Regions from separate parts of the Gossypium hirsutum genome. Here all the other regions are linked to region 1. A link is a contact called in public Hi-C data. All regions are on one chromosome and are shown on one strand. Each heading gives the region's core, a stretch centred on a gene start, on an enhancer-like site or on the middle of the called end of the contact. The rest is flanking DNA. Distances are from core to core; before and after follow the strand shown. Region 1 holds the start of LOC107926612 (anthocyanidin 3-O-glucosyltransferase 5). Region 2 holds the start of LOC107920494 (UDP-glycosyltransferase 72E1). Region 3 holds the start of LOC121211341 (pentatricopeptide repeat-containing protein At5g66631).

Evidence for each region. A called contact is a pair of places that touch in the nucleus more often than the background predicts.
Region 2: a contact with region 1 is called in a Hi-C map of leaf, with 2.1 times the contacts expected there. The contact joins the promoter of LOC107920494 here to the promoter of LOC107926612 in region 1. A contact is called at or near these places in 3 of 34 Hi-C or Micro-C datasets (callus and leaf).
Region 3: a contact with region 1 is called in a Hi-C map of leaf, with 1.8 times the contacts expected there. The contact joins the promoter of LOC121211341 here to the promoter of LOC107926612 in region 1. A contact is called at or near these places in 2 of 34 Hi-C or Micro-C datasets (callus and leaf).

What each region holds. Positions count from the first base shown.
Region 1 is chrA12:16,409,778-16,413,450 of Gossypium_hirsutum_v2.1, reverse strand. It overlaps LOC107926612 (anthocyanidin 3-O-glucosyltransferase 5), which reads left to right and starts at 1,604. Exons shown (of 1, transcript XM_016857508.2): 1 at 1,604-3,324. The coding sequence starts at 1,787. The coding sequence ends at 3,232.
Region 2 is chrA12:16,164,519-16,168,191 of Gossypium_hirsutum_v2.1, reverse strand. LOC107920494 (UDP-glycosyltransferase 72E1) reads left to right here and starts at 1,668. Exons shown (of 1, transcript XM_016850236.2): 1 at 1,668-3,317. The coding sequence starts at 1,797. The coding sequence ends at 3,230.
Region 3 is chrA12:16,603,782-16,607,454 of Gossypium_hirsutum_v2.1, reverse strand. It overlaps LOC121211341 (pentatricopeptide repeat-containing protein At5g66631), which reads left to right and starts at 2,022. Exons shown (of 3, transcript XM_041084055.1): 1 at 2,022-3,673. The coding sequence starts at 2,022.

The DNA of each region.
Region 1 (3,673 bases), core at 355-2,854:
ACATAATTTAAAGGTCGTATGTTTATTGAAACTTTCTCCAACTTCTGGCTATGGTGGACGGTGAACTAATGAAGATGATGAATCTCCACTAACTTTCACCTTTATATCCTAATTAGCCATTAATTAGCCTAGTTTAATTCATGGCTTAACTAACATAATTAACAGTTAATCTCACTTAATGGAGAATGTCATCATCATCCACTAACTATAAGAAACAATGGTTTATTTATTATTTTAGTCCTTGGGATAATTGCTATTTAAGTTCTCAAGCTTTTGCTTAATTAAAATTTTATAGCGATTGGACTTTTACAATTTAATCCCCGAACCTTAATTAACTATTTTATCGACTAAATTACTTGACCATTCTCTATTATTTTCTCACCATAACTCTGTAAATATTCTTATTTTATATTTACAGACTCGGTTTATGAAAATTAAATATTCTTATTTTATATTTACAGACTCGGTTTACGAAAATGAGATTTCGAAACTACATTATCTTGTACCACTGAAGATCAAATCATTGCACATTTGTCCAAATTCATTCTAGATATATTTGTTAATAAGTTTATATGCTTTTTAACTAAAATATCAGGATATTATTATTTTGAAATTAAAAAATATATAATTTTTTTTAAAAAAAGTTAAAATATATAAATTAATATAATATAAAAAAGTTTTAACATCAAGAGTGAACATTGACAAAAGGTTGTTCAAAATTAATGTAGACATACTTTTTAGTTCTTTTATATATCTATATCTATATATATCTATATATATATATATATTTCTGTAAATTTAGAAATTTTTAGTTCTTTTATATGTTTATATATTTTTATAAATTTATAGATTTTAGATTTTTTATTAATTTATATATTATAAATTTTTATACGTTTTCTAAAATATTGTAATTCTTTTATATTTTTATAAATATATATTATATATATTTATAATAATAAAACCTAAAAATTAATATTTTATAAAAATAGAAATATATATGTGAACTTACTAAAAATATCTCAACAACCATATGTTCATATTCATTCTTGATGTAAAAAAATTATATTTTTTATTAATATATATATTTAAATATCTTTTATTTAATCTATGTTTGCCATGTGGATCAACTTGGATCTCCGACATTGATTATTAGATCAACTTGGATCTAAGATATGTTCTTCTACTTGTGGATGATGCTGATCCACTGTATCGGTTATCGAATCGTTGCTTGGAACTCGTTAACTGAATTTTTAAAAAAATAATTAATAGCATGGTGAATTAAATAAAAAAAATTCAAATAATTTAATGATTTAAATAAAAAATTTTCAAGTAGCTAAAAAATTATTTTATAACTTTTTAAATTTTAGAACTATAATTAAAAAAAAAACAAGCCTAAACGAGTAAAAAGGAAAAATAGTGAGATCAAAATTTCTGTTGATATGCAACCGTTAGCTACACATTAAATTATGGATTGTGAGCCAATCGTTATACTTAGAAAAGGGTATCAATTGTGTGGTGTAAAATTGGACTCTTCTTACTTGGATCAACCTTTCATAGCAATGAACTACTCTAGAAGGACAGATGTGAGCTTAAGAATAGATAATTTGAAAACGAATATCATTACATGAAATTTAAAATGTGTAACACAGTTGCTGGAAAAGCAAGTTTATAAACACTCCAAAATAGTCCACATTTGTTTGATAATTGAAAGAGAAGAATTCTCCAACACTTGTAAACTAAAATCAGTCTCTATTTATTGACATAAAAATACCATGACTTTTCTTCTATGCTGGCTCTTGTTTTTGTTTCAGACATGGAAAGTAAATTGGAGACTCACGTAGTACTGTTATCAAGCCCTGGTTTAGGCCACCTTACTCCAGTCCTGGAGCTTGCAAAGCGCCTAGCCACTCTGTCTAATTCCAAGGTAACCATCTTCGTTGTTCCTTCACTATCAGCCGCAGAATCTCTGGTAATCCAATCGTTTATGAGCCTGAACCTATGTCGAATCATCCTTCTCCCACCACCCGATATTTCTCACCTTGTCCATGCTGATGCCGCGGTGGTTACTCGAATAGTTGTTATTATGCGTGAAATTAAACCAGCTTTTTCATCTGCTGTCTCTGCTTTGAGTGTCCCTCCAACACTTCTCATTGTTGATTTATTCGGATATGAAAGTATGGACATCGCCGATCAATTTAAGATTCCCAAGTTTGTTTACATCCCCTCGCATGCATGGTTTCTTGCTTTGACTTTATATCTTCCGGTTCTCGATGAGGTTGTCAAGGGAGAGTACGTTGATGAAAAGGATGCTTTGTTTATCCCCGGATGTAGGCCTCTTCAACTTGAAGATGTAGTAGATCCAATGTTATGTCGATCTGATCAACAATACTTGGAATATTTAAATATGGGGATTAAGATCCCAATGGCAGATGGGATTTTGCTTAACACATGGGAGGAGCTGGAACCAGCAACGCTTGAAGCTTTGAGAGATGATAAGCTCTGGGGTGGTATCAGCAAGGCTCCAATCTATCCAGTTGGGCCAATGGTAACAACGCCAAACAGACCAATTGACTCGAACAAAAGTGAAATGTTTCATTGGCTAGACAAGCAACTGAGTGAGTCTGTTTTGTACATATCATTTGGGAGTGGGGGGATATTGACAAAGGAGGAAATGAGAGAGCTGGCTTTGGGTTTAGAGCTAAGCCAACAAAGGTTCATTTGGGTGGTCCGAACACCAGTTGTTGGAAAATCCTGTCATGGGTCATTTTTCACCGTTGGAAATGACTGCAATGATGAAAGATTAGCAGGCTATTTGCCTGAAGGATTCTTGGGCTGGAGCAACAATATGGGACTGATAATCTCTGATTGGGCTCCACAGGTTGAAATTTTGAGGCATCAATCAGTTGGGGGATTTTTGTCGCACTATGGGTGGAATTCGACCTTAGAAAGTATCACCCATGGAGTACCCTTGATAGCTTGGCCCCTATATGCAGAACAGAGAATGAATGCTACTTTGTTGGTAGAAGAGCTGAAAATAGCAGTGCGATCCAAAACATTGCCATCAAAGGAAATTGTAGAAAGAGAGGAGATAAAGTTGATGGTGAAAAGGCTAATGGATGATGAAGAAGGGCATGCAATGAGAGCTAGAGTCAAACAACTCAAATTGAGTGGAGAAAAAGCTTGGAATCACAATGGTTCTTCTTTTAAAGCGTTAGCTCAATTAATGCGTTAAGCTTTGCTTTATCTATTAAACTATATTCTGAGTCTCTTAAGAAAACTTGTGCTACTTTTATATGCTTTGGAAGAATAACACACTTTGTACTACTTCTGATTTAGCGAAACACAATTTAATTAAATATAAAAAATATATTCAAACATAAATCATAATGTGTACCAACTTCAAAATTTTAAAATCTCAGCTTCTACTGATAATACTAATACAGTATCTAAAATTAAAATTGAAGTTACAAATATGTTAGGGTCTTTTTTTTTGATAAAATGATAAATTTTGGATTCTAATGTCAATTAAATTCAATTTTAAACTAAGTTGAATAAGTAACTTTAAATAAGTATGACAACGAAGGTAAATAACTAAGATTGACAATATAAATATCATATTGGTGGACATTTCTGTAACACCCATATACCCGAGTCAAATCAATAATCCAAGTGA
Region 2 (3,673 bases), core at 419-2,918, 250 kb after region 1:
TTCTTAAGCTTTACTTTCATGGTCGCCTTGTTTTTCATTTCCATGTTTATTTCTTTTACTTTGAGCATGAGTAGTTAACCCCCAAAAGAGGTTGGTTGATGGAGATATGGGTAACTAAAATCTTTTGACAAATGACTAAATGATAATAAATTGGACTAAATTGAATAGACCTAAAAATTTAAGAAGTGACGCCCCTAAGGGAATATCAAGGCAAGTGAGGCCAGAAGGTAATCTTGTCGCCCATCACTGACATTGTTTACCTTATTTTGTCCTGATTAAGCCCCGAATGACCCTTGTTTGTAAAAAGTAAGCCTAGAAATGACTTGAAAAACTTTCAAAGAGTCAATTTATGTTAAAGTAAAGTCTTGAAATTGATGCTCAAATTAAGTTAGCTTTAGTGTCCAATTGTAACATCTTTTGCTCATGATGTACTAGTTTGTCCCGGGTAAGGGGTGTTACAGATTCATTTCAGTAGGAGCATAATTTTTTAAGTTGATAAAAAAATAGTTTAGACTAGGATTTTTAACATGTTGACATTTTAGGATAGTGTTCTTTTTGTTGTAATTGTTAAATTAACTAATGTTTTGAGTAATGAGGTGTTTGTGACTTATCTTTATAACTTCTTTAGAGGTTTTTATATGAAATAGAAGTTACATTGATTAAGAAAAAATAATATTTTATGGAAAAACTTTTGAAGAACATTACAAATAAAAGAGGGACCTGAGTTCGACTTGCACCCTCTCATGCCCGTAAACATATATATTAGTATGATTTTTTATCACGCTTCGCATATTTTTTTTAACTAAATTATAGATTAAAATTTGAAGATTAAAATATACTTCAAGTCTCTTTACTCTTCGTGTATTTAGAATTTAATCTTCATACTTTTATTTTTAAGAATTTAGTCCCTCTACTTTTTGAATTTAAAAATTCAAGTCTAATTGTTAACACCATTAAATTCTTTTGTTAATTTCACTTGAATGGTAATTTAAAAATACAAAAAAAATACTTACCCATATAACAAAAAATATATATTATAATTAATGTAAACTAAAAGTTAACTATTCTTAAAAGTTACATAATTTTAATCTAAATAAAGGGTTTAGGCTATGAATGGCCTATTAAAATTTGATGATTGTTATAATCTATAAAAAAGACTTTGCACATTCATACTCTGCCACATTTACTCTGTCTCTCTCTCAAAATAAGATAAGAGCAACACGTGCCTAGGTAGGAAGGTCCAAAGCGCTTATATATAGGTTATAGATCATAGATATTAATGCATAATGGACCAAACATTTATTTATTTTTATTATAGATATTAATATATAATAAGCCAAACATTTATTTTAAAATAATTTAAATTAAAATTTGAAATAAAACAAAACCAAATAAAAATACCACATGCCATGTGACTTGAAAGTAAACAACATGATACTAATAAAAATGATGGAATTATTTAATACGAATGTTTAAATTAAAATTTTTATTTTTAAAGTTTAAAATAAAAAATTAAATAATTAGTTATAGAATTTATCCTTTTTTTATTTTCGGCCATGTTGATTTAAATAACATTAAATTCGGAAGTTTTCCAATTTTTTTATAAATCGAGTTTGAACGGGTTGGATCCCATTTGTGCACTCTCTAAATCCTATAATATCCTATGACGAATGAACTGGACCTCCTATCTATAAATAAGACACCAACGAATGCAGTGCACCGCCACTCTTAAACTTACCCCATCTTAACTGATTCTCTTCCGTTAGTATCAAAGTTAGTTTGCGGACCAGCATTCCATGGAAACCACAATGTCTCATATAGCTCTCCTTGCAAGCCCTGGAATGGGACACTTGATCCCAGTGCTGGAGCTTGCCAAGCATCTTGTTTCCCATCAAAGCTTCAAAGTTACTGTCTTTGTTGTGGCAACCGACCATGCCTCACTCGCAAACACCCATCTACTTGAATCACCAGCAGACTCTGGTGATCTCCTTGATATTGTTTTACTTCCTTTTATTGACGTTTCCGACATAGGTGGACCCTCTGTTTCGTTTATAGCAACAATAGTGACAACGGTGCTACGGTCTATGCCGTTTCTCAGATCTGAAATCTCTAAGATGGAGTTTCGCCCCACAGCTCTAGTTGTGGACTTGTTCGGAACTGATGCTTTGGAGATTGCGGATGAATATAATATGTTAAAGTTCGTATTCATAGCTTCTAATGCATGGTTTCTTGCAGTTATGTTGTGTACTCTGGAGATTGATAGGAAAGAGATCGATGAGCATGTTAAGAACCGTAAGCCACTGCACATTCCGGGTTGCAAGCCCATTAAGTTTGAGCATAACCTCGAAGTTTTTTTCATGGATGCCAACGATCCATTTTACCAAGGATATGTTGAAGCAATCAATAAAATGTCTTTGACTGATGGCATTTTGGTTAATACTTGGGATGAACTTGAACCCACAACTCTTAAAGCCTTGAGAGAGACAAAGAAGGTACCCATTTACCCCATCGGTCCACTGGTGAGACCAATTGAAAAGTCGGCTTTTGGTAACGAAATAATAGCTTGGCTCGATAAGCAACCGAAACAATCAGTTATTTACGTGTCGTTTGGGAGCGGCGGAACCTTATCTGCCCAACAAGTTAAAGAGCTAGCTTGGGGGCTGGAGCTTAGCCAACAAAAGTTTGTTTGGGTGCTTCGTCCTCCTATTGAAAATGACGCAGCAGGGACCTTTCTCGCTTTGGGAAATGGATCTGATGCCACCCTAAATTATTTGCCTGATGGGTTTCTGGTTAGGACCCAAGATCGAGGGCTACTAGTCCCTATGTGGGCACCCCAAGTCGAAGTATTGAGTCATCCGTCGATTGGTGGGTTTTTAACCCATTGTGGGTGGAATTCAACCATGGAGAGTATAGTCAATGGGGTGCCGATGATTGCATGGCCTCTTTACGCTGAGCAGAAGATGAATGCTTCGATGTTGACGGAAGACATTGGAGCAAGCATTCGAGTGATGGCGGTAGAATCAGATGCAGCGGTGGGGAGAGAAGAGATAAGATTGGTGGTTAGAAAAATATTGGTGGATCGTCAAGGACGAAACATACGATCAAGGATTAAGGAGCTAAAAGATAGTGCGGAAAATGCATTGGCCAAAGGTGGTTCGTCTTATAATTCCATGTCCCAAGTTGCAAACATCTGTATTCAGCACCTGAAAACAAAGGCTTCTGGGGCTTGATCATGTTTTAATGTTTTAAATAAACACATTGTCATGTACGTATAAATTATGAACATGAATAAATTCGTTTAAGGTGAATTCTGGTAAGTTTATAGTTGAACCCAATACTCCTTTTTTAACTTTTTCTGTCCAATTCAAAACTTTACATGGTAAATAGGAATCCTATTCAAGCCCCATTCCATACTCTATTCCAATGAATGACCCATTCTTTTCTTTTTACATCCGAGGCTGTATTGACTATCTGAGGAGACCAAAGAATGCTATCACTGGTCTCCAACGAATAGTGAAATATACTTTTTTTACCCTCGCCAAAAATGTAAGAAACCTGAAGAAGAAAGGAGATAATAGGGGATGAGGGAAAGGGAGAGGGAGCCGACTAACCCCACAAATAGTGATGCCGGAGCACAATTCACTGGAAAACAAAAGTAGAACTTTAAAAAAAT
Region 3 (3,673 bases), core at 773-3,272, 190 kb before region 1:
GGTACGGGTAAGAAGTGTTACAAATCTTGATCTCCTCGATGTTTGAATGATCTGAGTTTGATTGTATGAGGGATCTTTGATGCTCTATGATTGACATATGTATAACATAACTATATATATGTACTGTGATAGCTATAGCTGATATTGAACTGTATTCTATAAAAGTGGATATTGTATAATGCATATGTATGGGTTGAGATTCTGTGTAGAAGAAAGCACTTTGATCCGAACTAGTGGCTAAGCCACAGTGCGGGTAACTCTGAATCTGGCGCTTTGGCGCATACTGGTTTAGCAGCTAAGTTGCGACTTTGTAAACGTGTCAGATAGACACTCTATGGTGTATAGGGTTGGATAGGCATTGAACACCCTAATAGTGTGTTGGGATGGCTGAAAATGGTGTATAGAGGTTAGGTGTAGAAAAACTTGCATATGAAATTGATCTGTTCTGTAAATGAAACTGAGACTGCTTCTGCTTCTGTAATTGAATTGTTTTGTATCTGAACTGGAATGACTTTTGTTGCTTAATCAAATCTCAGGAATTTGAGAATGCTCTTTCAATTGTATTACACATGAATGAACCTCTTTTATGTACTGAGTTCACAACTCATTATTTTCTAATTGAATTGTAGGTGGTTCACAGACTTGAACGGGTCGGCGCTGCGAGAGCTCGGTCAAGCTTTTATTTTTCTTTTAAGTATTACTACTAGGAATTTTAGTATTTTATGATGTTATGGTATTTGTGAAGATTTTATGCTTAGTTAATTGTTGTGATGGATATTATGTGATGAATGACTTATTTTGACTGCGTTATAATTGTGGTATTTTTAGTATTGATGATGTAACTCTCCAAATTTGGTCTAGACGTCTAGGCCGGGTTTAGGGTGTTACATGTACTTTGGATCACATGCTAACTCCGGAGCGACAATAGGTTCACTAGTAGGTAAGAAATCATACCGATTATTTCACATGTTGATATGTTAGGAGTGAAATACCGACCAATTCTCATCTGACCGCCGCAAGTTGATAGGATGCAAATAATCAAGGTCTTGAGGAGCCACGTGAATCAACTGCCGGAATCCGAACTACCGCAATGCTTTATTGGTCTTGTGCATCTCGACGGTAGTGTACACTACCAATGGATAAAAAAACATTAGTTATATATATACTACTAAATACAAAATCCACTACGTTAATATTATATAGTTCGAATTTAAATAAATAGATACCTCATCTTCTGGTCGTTGGTCTAATAGAAGCCGTATATCTTGAAGCTTAGTAGGTAATCCTATGGACTTAGCCAACGGTTCCATCTATTTAAAAAACTTGTTAGCACAATAATTTTAATTTTAATTTTATTCAATTTTATTTTGGTAATATCTAATGAATTTTACATTGTTATGAGTGGGAATGTATACGGGTAGTTCACTCGAGGACACAAAAATGGAAATCAGTACCACGCTCATGATTGCAATAGTAAAATGTAACTACCAATTTTGATTTTTCGTGATTGTTTCACCCGACACATATCTCGGTACAATATCACAAACACGGCGGACCCCCAACTGAGTTCGTCCGCTCCTTTAAAATTAGTCATTGGGTGAAAAATGCGTCTAACTAGAAGCATTTTTTATAAACGCTTTCGGCTGGAAGCATTTTACTAGTAACATGGCAGAAAGCGATTTTAGCTGGAAACGTTTTTCTACATTTCACCTAAAAACACTTCCAACTAGAAGTGTCTAAAAATCGGCATATTTTGATAATTTTATAAAGTCTGTTATATATGTTGAATTGTTAATTTAATTTGGTTGTGATTTCAAATTTGGGTCAGAATTCCCAAGTTTCGACCTTTTAACCCTTATCACAAGCCATGGCAAATGGCAGATGCGACCTCAGAGTTAGACCCGTAATAATTCAAAGGGCGCGATCCAGCCGTTGAAGACATGATTTGTCAAAGATCTCGCATGCAGACCAACTGTTCGTGTTTTTGTCATCGCAAAAAACCATGACCCAAAGCTAGCTTGATGATTATTTCCCAGTCTTTCCATTTTGATAAAATTGCAATGATTTTTGAACGATTCTCGCCTTCTAAAAACCTGTTTAGCCTCCTAAACCAACAAGTTCGCTCCTTTGCACGCGACCCATTCCCCAACAAACTTACTCATTACCTTCACCGAGCCAAGCTCATTGACTCAATCCGACTCGCTCTCCGTTCCAACTCTCCTAACTCACTCAACCCTCTTCTCCAAACTCGACTCCTTGACTCCTTCGTTGTTGCTAACGCTTTTCGTTCTGCTCCTTCAGCGGACTCTGCCATTTCTTTCTTTGAAAACCTTAAGCAAGTTCCAAACTTTGCGCATTCACAGAATACTATTTTTGCTTTTGCTACTGTTCTTGCTAAGTTCAAGCGAAAGGTGGAACTCAAGGCCCTGATCGGTGACGCTAAAGATAGAAAATTTAACAATGTTAAAGCCAGTTTCATGAACCTTTTGTTTTGGTATTCTACTGCTGGGGACCTTCAAAAAGTTTTGGAAACATGGGAAGAGTATAGGAATGAGGAAAATCGCCTATCAACAGAGGCTCACAACATTGTCATGGGGCTTTATGCTAAAAAGGATATGAATTTTGAAGCCGTGGAAGCTTTTCGAGGTATGATTGATCAAGGAGTGATTCCAAATTCCAGGACTTACACGATTTTGATAGAGCATCTTGTAAGGTTAGGGAAGTTGGATGCCGCTATGGAAGTGTTCACTGTGTTGCCTTCAATGAGAATAAAGAGGACTTTGAAACAGTTTCTGATTTTGGTTGAAGGGTTTGTTGGTGGAGAACGGTTTGATGTGGTGAAAAGTTTGCTTAAAGAAATGAGGGAGGATGGGAAACTTCCTGGACGGGCAATGCGAATATATTTGGAACGAATGAAGGAGGCAGGGTTTGCTGGTGAGACGGATGAGTTTCTTGTAGAAATGTTGCCTGATGGAAGGATCAAGAGTGTAGGTTCTTGTGAGGATAGTAGTGACGAGGATGAGGATGAGGATGGTGACGATGATGTAAATGAGGGAGTTGATGTTCATACGGTCAAACTGAAACCATGGTTGGATCCAAAAGCTTTGGCAAATGCCTTAAAACAATGGAGTCCTGAAGTGGTAACTATATTAGAAGATGCTAAATTTGTGTGGACTAGTAGGTTGGTTTGCAAAGTTCTGAGGAATTTCACTTCACCTGAGACAGCTTGGAATTTCTTCTGTTGGGTAGCTTCTCAGCCAGGATTCAGTCATGACATTTACACAGTGCAAAGAATGATGACTCTACTGGCACGCCATGGAAATGTTGAATTAGTAGATAAACTTATAAATAAAGTAAGGAGGGAGCAAATGATATTGCCTTTCAGCACCATCAGGTTGCTTGTTGAATTCTATGGCATTTCAAAGAATGCTGATGCTGCCTTGAAGGTCTTCCGCAATGATAGAACTCTCTGTGGTCACATATCAAGGTTCAATCTAATGCTTTTATATTCTTCTCTCTTGAGGGCATTAACAAAGTGTCGTAGGAATACAGATGCCCTGGATATACTTGATGAGATGATTCTAAATGGTATTTGCCCAGATATCCAGACATTTTCTGGGTTGATATATCACTTTGCACTACAGGGGGATATCAAAACTGTTCAGCAGCTCTT